3 separate regions of the Mus musculus genome follow, and regions 1 and 2 are each linked to region 3. A link is a contact called in public HiChIP or PLAC-seq data. All regions are on one chromosome and are shown on one strand. Each heading gives the region's core, a stretch centred on a gene start, on an enhancer-like site or on the middle of the called end of the contact. The rest is flanking DNA. Distances are from core to core; before and after follow the strand shown.

Region 1 (3,253 bases), core at 458-2,957, 390 kb after region 3:
TTTTGTTTTTAGCATTTCTTATCTGATTGTTTCTCAGAGCATCATCTCACAGGTAGTTACAAGGTTGGGTGACCTCTAGTTTTCTTAAATTTAAGTGTCTTCTACCACAGTTGGAGAGGTACTTGAATACACACTCTGTCATCTGGTTTACTCTAGCATAACCAAAAGGACAGAGGGATGATCATTCCTGAACACTTCTTTGTAGCGATGTCCATTGGTCAGCATCCTTACAACCATTCTAACCTGTCTCGCTCCTGGGATGACAGCCAGAAAGAGCTAGGGCAGACAGCCTTATTAGGTAGTAGAAAAAGTGCAGATTTTAGAGCTGGATTGGCCTGAGATGACTCTTGGCTCTAAGTGTTTCGATCCTGTGCAAGGGACTTACCCACGAGGTGCTCTGTACAGGACTGGGTCTGTACATTTTTCAGAATAAATGTCTAACTTCTGTTAATGGTGTCACTATGAAGGTTGACAGGGATGGAGAGTTGTTTTGGCCATGGGTAAGGTAACGAACTCTGGGACTGAAGAGATGGCTCTGTGGGTACAAGTCCTTGCTGTACAATGTGAGGGCCAGAGTTAGATTTTCAGCACTCATGTAAATGTGATGGGCTTCCTGTAACCCTAACCCTCAGGAGGCGGAAGCAGAGACAGGATCCCTGGAGCAAAAATAGCTGTCTAGACTGGTCAAATCGACAAGCTCTGGGTTCAGCAAGAGACCCTGACTCATAAAGTATAGATAAACTAAAGAGGGTGCTTGACATCAACATTTGGCCACCACATTGAATATACAGACACATGAACACACACACACACACACACACACACACACACACACACACACACACACACGGAAAGAAAAGCTGATGGGCCACTTCAGTTTATGCTCGGCTAGCAGGACAGTCTATGCAGGGAAGACAGTGTACTTTGCTGCGTGAATTGCACTTGACCCTTTGACCTTGCTTCCTTCTCTGATAATCTGGCTCATGTGGTCCTCAACCGTGGACCTCTCTTAGGAACACCCAGCCGTTTAAACCTAAGAATTCTCCAGAGTGGTGACAAGCAGCTTGGATGGACACCTGCTGGCCGCTTTACCCTCCTGTTCCAGGTGAGGAGGAGTCCTAGGTTGCACAGAACAATGCCATCAGCCTTTTCTTGGATCTGAAGCTGTCAGCTAAGGGAGGTGTGCTACACTCAGCAGAAAGAGGAGGGCTCCGTGCCAGCAGGCTATAGCACTTGTGAGTCAGACCTGTGACCCAGGAAACCACAAGTCCTATTTCCTGAGGTCCCCCGACGCATCAAACAAATACAACGGTATTCATCTGTGCTGCTGACCTCTAGTGATAACTTAAGGCTCAAGGTGAAAAACTGGTGAGGTTTTCCCAAAATGTGCAAAGATGCTGTGTAACCATAACCCGTTGTTGTTACCATCAGAGCCAGAGAGTGCTCACTGTGCTCACACTTGCTGCACACGCCCCTCATTTCCCTTTTAGAACACCCGTTCCTCTTCTACAAAGTGGAGATGACGTCACATTAACTCCTGTTATTAGCAGGAAGGAAACCAAGGAGCACAGACTGTGCTTGCTGATAAGTATTTGAAAAAATCGCTTTTATTTTATGTGTTATGGACGTTTTACCTGCCTGTATGTTTGCACACATGTGTGTTTGCACACATGTGTGTTCCTGATGCACTAAGAGGCCAGAAGAGGGGGATGAATCTCTTGGAACTGGGTGGTGAGTCACCCTTGTAGGAGCTGGAAGCAAGGACAGCGATAGATAGATAGCTCTAATGTTAATGTATCTCTCTGACCCCCATTAATAGGTATTTTAAATTACAAAGTAGTAGGTAGCATTAAATGAGCTCTGGAATTTTAATCTACCATCAAACCCTGCACTCTTTCCAGGAAGTAGATACCCCAAGGGCCTTAGCAAACATAGCGTTTCCCTTTGAGAAGCTTTGAGACTTGACAGCAGGTCTCAGGGAATCTTTGATTACAAACTAAGTATTTTGAGGTGACAGGTAAAATTGACTTTGCTGCCTGAGAGCTGCTCCTTTAGATCCTATTTATAGTGACAGGAGATCAATGCTAGCCAGAGGTAAGTGTGTGTAATCGGGCCTAACAGAAGTGGGTTGGAATCCTTTGGTGTGGATGTCACAGCAGGGAGAAAGGCCACAGAGGTACCAGGCAGCTGCAATGCCCAACCCTTTAAGCCATTTCCCTCTGTCCTCAGCTTCTGCCCCCTTTCTGGATCCTCCTTCAAGGCCAATGCTGTCTGGGTCAAGTGCCCATATTCCTTAGCAATCACAGTCCAGTAACGATAGGTTTCGGGGAGACCCAAGGCTTAGAGTGTTGAGCTCGGATGTGAGAAAGAACACAGGCATTCCTGCCTTAGGATCCGCTGCTGTGCTTTTTCTTACGTGTGCAAAACAATATGGACAGATGCCGTCAGCCATTGGCATCTGCAGCTTCTCCTTTCCTAGAACGACTCCAATAACCATGAAGTGGAGACATACCTTGCAACACATGAAACCACAGACTCAGAGAGTCAGGTTTCACCACAGCCATGTGGAACGTGTCTCCCGGGAAGGGACAGACTCTAGTTTCAGATGCCACCCTGCCAGGTGGTCCAGCTTACCTACGGATATGGTCCACACCGCAATGATTTTCAGGAAGGCTTTGGTTCTGGAGTTGAAGCGGCTATGGTGAATGGGGTTCTGGATAGCCACGTAGCGGTCCAGGGAGATGGCGCAGAGGTGCATGATGGACGCCGTGGAGAAGAGCACATCCAGGTAAATCCAGACGGCACAGAGCTTGCTGGGCAAAGGCCACCGGTACCCTGTGGGGCAGAAGTTTAGCATCAGTGAATAGCTAGCTTCGTGCTTTCTGCAGCGTGTAATCTATACCCCAGGACTTACAACTTGGGGACAGGTAGAGGTGACAGGCAAGGGAACTACAAGAGACTTTCAATATTTAAACCAACAGCCAGTGTGCACTGTGATGGCACGGGCAGGGGAGTGCAGGGTTGAAGGTTTCTGACCTGTGGAATTGCATTAATGAAGGAGGAATTTGCTTTTTCCTCTGGAATGGAGTCTCTCTCACCCTCTACCTGGTCAAAGCCACTTTTATTTAGCAATGTGTCCAAAGTTATGTTCTGAGCCCTTCAATTGATGTTGCCGGTCACATACAGCCTTTATTTATCCACATAATTTTCTTTGGGGTTAGGGTCCCTATAGCTAGTCTAATCTTAGTCACTC
Region 2 (3,175 bases), core at 57-2,556, 270 kb after region 3:
GAAAGGAAAAGAGAAAAGAAAAGAGGATTGGAGATTCAACTTTAGATTTTGTATTTTTCCCTTAGTAATGTTTAAGCTCTAGGTGTGATGAATGAAAAGCTCACACTTTTGTGCCACTGATGTGCACATAATGCCACTTGGAGCACATAAGGCCACTTGAATATTAAGACTGTTCCAATTCAAGAGCAGTGTGCACATTGCACAGCCTGCGGTGGTGGGGTGTGATGGTGGATGGAGGTTCCTGTCCAGTTTACATAGGGCTCACTGGGGGCTCTACTTTTGTCATGGACTTAAGAACTTGAAGTAAGGGTTGACTCCTGCTATTTGCTAGTAAGCAGAAATGTGTGCTTCTTTCCGGTGCTTCTTCCGTGTGGTGTTAATTGTATGCACTCTCTTTCTGTTCTAATGGCTGCCCTCGGATTAGGCCGACCTGTGCTCTCCGTATGACATCCTGCAGTTGGATTTTCGTCACATTCGAAAGACTGTTGACACTCTGCTGGCCCTCGGGGAGAAACCCCCACAGTCAACTTCTGCCCTCCGCTCCAGGGACCTTATAGGCTTCTGTCTTATCCATGTTCTCCTTATAGTACTGGTCTATATCGCTTACCGCTGGAATGCTCTGTCTGCCTAACTCCTGCATGCGCATCCAAACGCTCTGCTCTGGCATCCTGGTCCAGCCCAGCTCCTCCCCCCATTGGAGCCTTTGCCTTGCAGACTCTCCCATCCCTGTCATCTCTTCAGTTAGCTGTCGAGTTTTGAAACTGAACATTTATAAGCCAGATTTTTCCTGAAGCACAAACTTTGTAGAATACAGTTCCCACTGGGTAATTTTTTGCATTTAACTAAAAGCGACAGCGACAGCGACAAAGCCTGTCAGTGCATACCTCATACTCCTTCACACTCGTGGTGTGGGCAGCGATGCTCCTGTAGGTCCTGCTCTCTCCCATGAGCCTCTGCTCTGTGCAGGAGGTAAGGAGAACCAGGACAGGAACAGGGTGGGGTTAGCATACAGGAGTCTTGATACTTGATTCTGGTCCTAATTCAGGACTGGCAGTTGATCTGTAGAGGGGTTGCCTTGCAGAGAAAAGCCAGCATTTGGGCTCAGTCTAATTTATAAACATCTCTAATGGTACCATTGCTGACCAAGCTGAGAAGTCGTATCTGGAGAATGACTGCTTTGCTGGCTGGTTAGTTGGAGTCCTCCCTGTTTGCTGCAAGGGGCTTGTGAAGGGCACCCAGGAGGATTGCAGCCAATGTCCACCAGAGCATGCCCTCTGTGCCCTCTGCAGGCCTAATCTGGGGAAGTGCCTTCCTGTTAGAGCGCCACCTGGTGGATCTGCTTAGCCCGCTTTTCCTTTTTATTAGGTGGTGTTCTGAAGCTGAGAAAAGGGTTTTATAGAAGGGATTTCTATTTTTGCATAATGTGACGGGGTCGCTTTACTTTCTTGGTATATTGAATAACTGCAGACCCAGAATGTGATGCATTTGACTCTTCAGTTTCAAATAAGTCTATGGATCCTGGAACACTCTTAGCACCAGGGGCCTTGGGTTACTATAGCAGCAGATGATAAGATCGCTCTTATTTTAGATGAATGTTTTTCCCCATTTACTTTGAATGTCCATTTGGCCTTTGATTTTTAGTAATATTAATGATCCAACTGTTTATTTTTAAGTCCGTTTTTAAAGGCTTGCGTATCGGCCTCTCAGCTTTTGGGGCAAAGTGCTTCTTTTTGTGGTTAAAGGAAGAAATGTTAGACTCTAATCATGTTGGCCCATATCTTGCTGAGTCTCTGGAAGCCTCTTTACAATGTGAGAAGGCCCTGCTGCAAGCTCCAGCCACATTGTCGGCTTCCTTTTATATCCTTCTTGCCGAACACTGCTTCTCGTGTTGGGAAGGTGGTGGTGTTAATGCCGTCAAGATAAATGTCCAGTTTGCTGAGATATGAACGTTCCTCAGATATGGCTGCTATGAAGATTATCATATTTTTCTGAACATATTCATGAGAACAGGGGAGATGAGATTCTGAGATGCCTCCATACTTGAAGGGTTATATTTATAGAATCTTTGCTGCTAAATCAGATATGATTTTAAAACAAAAAACAGAAAGCATTCTTTATGCCATAAGATGTTAGATTGTCTGAGCCTCTTCCTCCCAGCATTGTGTTGATGGTGAATACAGGGTTCGTGATGTGAGTTGTGTCTGAAAGCCACAGAGTTATGAGTCGTCTTTGGTGCTATCTTGTACTTTTCTGTAACAATAAAATCCCTTTGTACAGTGTCTGGTGACCACCCTGAGCCGTAAATTGCTTAATAAACACAATTGGGTGATTAATCCAAGCTTTTTATTTTTTTCTTGGCCTGTTGGTGCATTTATTCCTGGGTGCCCAGAATGATTCTTGGCATTTCTACCCAGCTCTGCCATGCATGGGGACTTTCTTTCAGTGTTTGCCACAGTTTGTTTGTTTCCATCTTCTTAATGGTGGGCAAAAGGAGAATTGAGAAAACGTGCTAGTTTGCTGGCTCAAGGAAAAAAAATAGCATCAATAAACATCAAGTGAGTAAAACAGTCCCATGAGATTAGATTGATCTTCAATGGTAGCTTCCCGAATATTTCTCCTCTGGCATCCCAAGGATGCCCTGGCTATGCTTTTCATCTTCCATGTCCTTAATTTACATCGAATGTGCTGCTCTCCGTGGGGGTTGCTGTGTGATATTTTTCATTATCTAGTATGGTCACTCCCAGAGCATAATCAACTCAACCCTTCAGGCACCACTTCGAGTGGGTCATTTTGCTTATTGTAAGCAAACCGTTAATTTCTGGTTGGAACACTGGGCCTCTCTGTGGTGCTCCTCCGCAGTTCCAGACAGCAGCTCACAAGCTTATGGGATACCGGCCATTGCCACACAGCTGGGGACACCTGACTAATCTTCCTTCAGGGATTCAGTTGTGTGATTTGTCCCGCATACCAGGGCCCCATCTTCTTTTAAGAAAGAGTGTTTTTAAAGTATTTCCTTCAAATACGTGATAAAGAGAAACAGCTGTTTACATTTCCATTTTGCAGTAGCCATTTGTGAGGTATCCCTTCTACTCCTGCAATGGGTAGAAAATGTTCCACGTAGGGTGAGAATTTCCAAAATGTATATGACCGTCAATTTTCATGGCTCCTTCAGGAT
Region 3 (3,428 bases), core at 330-2,829:
TTTTCCTGCAGGGGGGCAAAAAAGTCAATTCAAATAGGAACATAATCAACTTTTCTTCGGAGTATGGATAAGATTTCAAAATTGAAGAAACGCCACTTAACTTAAGTGACTACAAATAAGGATAAAAATAACTTGATCTAACTAGATGATGAAAAATACATCCAGAGACACAGATATACCAAACTAAATTGATTTATTTCTCAGGACTGGAGATTAAAACACAACATCATATATGCAAAGTAAGCGCTCTACTACTGAGCCCCATCCCAACCACCAAGTTGCATGTCTTATGATAGAACACCCTCGGTGGATAGAGCCCAGAACCTGACTTAGCTCCTTAGTCATGCACAACTGAGCACACCGTGCCTGAAGACTTCAGTTTAGCGCCCCTGGCGGCCTCCATCAAATATTGAAAAGAACCTCTTAGGCTGTACTGCGTCAGGGTGGTTTCCATGATCACATCGCGCACCACTACTGACAGACTCAGGCCCTCTGTGGCTGAGAGGCGCTCACCTTTTCTACATCAGCGGGCAGCATGAACGTCTCTAGTGGGAAGAAATTCCAAGCATGGCTTCTGCTGCTGCTCCGAGCATCACCTGCCAACACAGCGAGCCATTAAACATGGAGAAATGAGATGGCTCCGTCAATAAAGTGCTTGCTAGGCAACACTGAGGACCTGAGTTCAAGCTCCTATTGCATCAGGCACTGGTTAACCCAGTAGTGTAGCGGTGGAGACAGGAGGAACCCTGGGGCTTCGTAGCCTGCTGGGTTAGAAAATTAGTGAGCTGCAGATTCAGTGAGAGGCTCTGTCTCCAAAAGTGTGTGTGTTGGGGGGGGGTGGGGGGGGGGAGAACTGAGAGAAGCGCAGAGGAAGACACGTGACTTTGACTTCTGGCCTCCACATATACATGCGCACAGGTGAACTCCCACAATACAAAAGAAAAACACACACAAAGAACAAATATGGGGAAAATTGTGGGGTTTCCTTGTAGGCCCTGCCCCACAGTTACCTGGCAATAGCCAGGCTACCTAACTCACTATAAAAAGGGTGGCTTGCCTCCTCCTCCTCCTCCTCCTCCTCCTCCTCTCTCTCTCTCTCTCTCTCTCTCTCTCTCTCTCTCTCTCTCTCTCTCTCTCTGCCTTTCTCTGTCTCTACTACCCTGGCCCCCACCCCCAACTCCCTTCTCCATGCCCTAAATAAACTCTGGAGGGATGGCACAGTGGTTAAGAGCACTGACTGCTCTCCAGAGATCCTGAGTTCAGTTCCCAGCAATCACATGGTGGCTCACAACCATCTGTAATGGGATATGATGCCCTCTTCTGGTATGTCTGAAGACAGCTACAGTGTACTCATATACATGAAATAAATAAACAAACAATTCTTTACAAAAATGACTACAGGATCACTTCCCCAGCACTTCCTTAGCTGGTGGCAACCTGCCCCAAACTTCCTGTTGCACACACAATGTCATCTGACAGCAAACAGGGCTTCAGTCAAGCTCGGACCACTGTGCTGTGTCATCCAATCTTACACCCTCACCCACTCCTTACTGGCAACAGGCAACACCAATGCAAGTTGTTCCTATCACATAACTGCTAACTGCAGCCTGGGACGGAAGTGAGATTTCCGGACAGTCAAAAGAGCTATGCTGTCCTGACCTGATAAATTAAGAGATGCTGCCAATGTTTGGGGAACTGTGGGTTCTCAGATGCCAGACAAATGCAGGAAGTGTCACCCCAATACTTCCTGTTGAACAAAGTCAGTCAGAAATGGAAGACTAGAGAGACCTCTTCACTGAGGTAAATATTTCAGAGGCTTGGATGTGGGAATCGTTCACCATCTCTGCCAAGCATCCTGCCACTGTAACTAGAAGGGGTGATGAAACTAAATTGCTGGTTTGTCTTTTTCAACAAAAACATGAAGCTGGCAGAATTTTGACCCCTAAGCTACACGTAAAGACCTGAGTGCAGAGGAAAAAGCAAGAGAGGGTGCCCAGACCTGTTAGGCCTTGGTCACGAAATCTCTCCTGCCTTGAGTTGGGATTATTACCTGTTATTCCATAAGGAGACAGAGAGAGAGAGAGAGAGAGAGAGAGAGAGAGAGAGAGAGAGAGAGAGAGAGAGAGGGTATTTTGTAAACATGTAGATTCTGTTCAAGCAGTAGAACCCAGGATATTGTTCCTACAGCCTCAGGAAATGCTTCCATCCACACAAGAAGGTCCCACAGCTGCCATTAGAGATGTGGGTGTCATAGGAAATCCCGTGCCTTAGTGACCAATATTTGCTCCCCCCCCTTATGCTGCTCTACATAAAGGAAGAGAAAACCTGTAACTCTGGACTTTTGTTTCTTAATTCCATAGAATGACTCTCGAGAGTCTTGTCAGGTATGATGGCTCACTCCTATGATCTTGTCACTCAGGACGTGAAGTGAGAACTTCCTTCCGTCTAAGAAAGACCAGTCTTTCTGGCAGTCTAAGACCAGTCTGCTACACAGAGTGAGAGTCTGGCTTAAAAGCAAACAGAAGAACACCTCAAAAAAACACTGGACAGCTTTTAAAGGTACCGATAAGGATTGTGGGGAAACGCTGCCTTCAGACAAAAGGCAAGACTTGGCTTGGGGGCTCACTTTGTACCATTGCTTTTCTAGGAGAAAGACAAAGAGGCAAAATAACACTAAGTTAAAGAACTTCTTGTTGCACAAGGCTATGACAAGTGGGTTTGGGCTCAGAGTCATTATCAATCAGTGGCTTGTAATAACTTGTTATCATGATGGTTTGTTTATGTGGAGAAAGGCCAATCTAGCAGCAACCTCACCTTTCCATCAGCAACCTCTGTATCTGAAAGCTCCTCTTTATCCTGAAAACTACAAAATATTTTCCAAACTACTTGAAGCAGGGCTCGAAACTCACAGCATGAATATAACATAAGAATCCTTTAAAATAAAATAAAGCCAGCTACCTGACTCTTACTCCGAGTGGACTAAGCCATTCAGAAGTTTTTCAGTTTTAAGAATATATGCATGACCTCACAGCAGGCGCCCTTGTTTTCACACCAAGAGGTTTTGGCCTTTGGGGAGTATTGTGGTGACTGCTTTCAAATTTGCTATTTCCTCAGCTGTCTGTGCTAGAATTAGAAGAGATGAGGCATGTCCTCCCGCCTGAGCACTACTATACAGCAAGTTCCTTTGGAATCTGTAATAGCATTCCCATCCACAGTAGGTTGGATGCTCCTAATGGTTCTACCTGCAGACAAACTAATAATGATCCCAAAGATGGCTCCTGGAACTGATTATTAACCATGCTAAGCTAAAATGATGACCTTCTTCTTCTCAGTGTAAGAAGATGACAGCTGAACCTCCTATTGTGACTCTCACAGAGTGTGGGATAGTGCTAATATTAAATGAGCTCACGCATTGCTTTCTGGTCAAG

The links. HiChIP or PLAC-seq counts read pairs in DNA pulled down with a chosen protein or histone mark.
Region 1: an H3K27ac HiChIP or PLAC-seq map of large pre-B cells shows a contact between it and region 3, with 5 times the contacts expected there. The contact joins two enhancer-like sites. A contact is called at or near these places in 4 of 39 promoter capture datasets (the 3T3-L1 cell line, the SN4741 cell line, embryonic stem cells and 1 more) and 1 of 115 datasets of contacts at active chromatin or transcription factors (large pre-B cells).
Region 2: an H3K27ac HiChIP or PLAC-seq map of large pre-B cells shows a contact between it and region 3, with 4 times the contacts expected there. The contact joins two enhancer-like sites. A contact is called at or near these places in 1 of 15 datasets of contacts at CTCF or cohesin (large pre-B cells), 2 of 484 Hi-C or Micro-C datasets (the C10 cell line and bone marrow-derived macrophages), 4 of 115 datasets of contacts at active chromatin or transcription factors (bone marrow-derived macrophages, embryonic stem cells, large pre-B cells and 1 more) and 1 of 9 other capture datasets (embryonic stem cells).

The regions. Positions count from the first base shown.
Region 1 is chr14:74,644,570-74,647,822 of GRCm38.p6, reverse strand. Htr2a (5-hydroxytryptamine (serotonin) receptor 2A) reads right to left here. Exons shown (of 3, transcript NM_172812.3): 2 at 2,635-2,835. Among named protein-coding and RNA genes, the nearest start is that of Htr2a, 5.3 kb to the right of the region's middle. Within about 2 kb of position 1,707, at least 105 of the 459 cell types and tissues checked have an H3K27ac peak or open chromatin away from gene starts, as enhancers often do.
Region 2 is chr14:74,762,497-74,765,671 of GRCm38.p6, reverse strand. All of the region lies in intron 18 of Lrch1 (leucine-rich repeats and calponin homology (CH) domain containing 1), which reads left to right. Among named protein-coding and RNA genes, the nearest start is that of Esd, 32 kb to the right of the region's middle. Within about 2 kb of position 1,306, at least 14 of the 459 cell types and tissues checked have an H3K27ac peak or open chromatin away from gene starts, as enhancers often do. A contact at or near this core is called in bone marrow-derived macrophages, where this site is marked.
Region 3 is chr14:75,032,587-75,036,014 of GRCm38.p6, reverse strand. Rubcnl (RUN and cysteine rich domain containing beclin 1 interacting protein like) reads right to left here. Exons shown (of 14, transcript NM_198642.2): 3 at 514-596; 4 at 1-5. Among named protein-coding and RNA genes, the nearest start is that of Rubcnl, 18 kb to the right of the region's middle. Within about 2 kb of position 1,579, at least 118 of the 459 cell types and tissues checked have an H3K27ac peak or open chromatin away from gene starts, as enhancers often do. A contact at or near this core is called in bone marrow-derived macrophages, where this site is marked.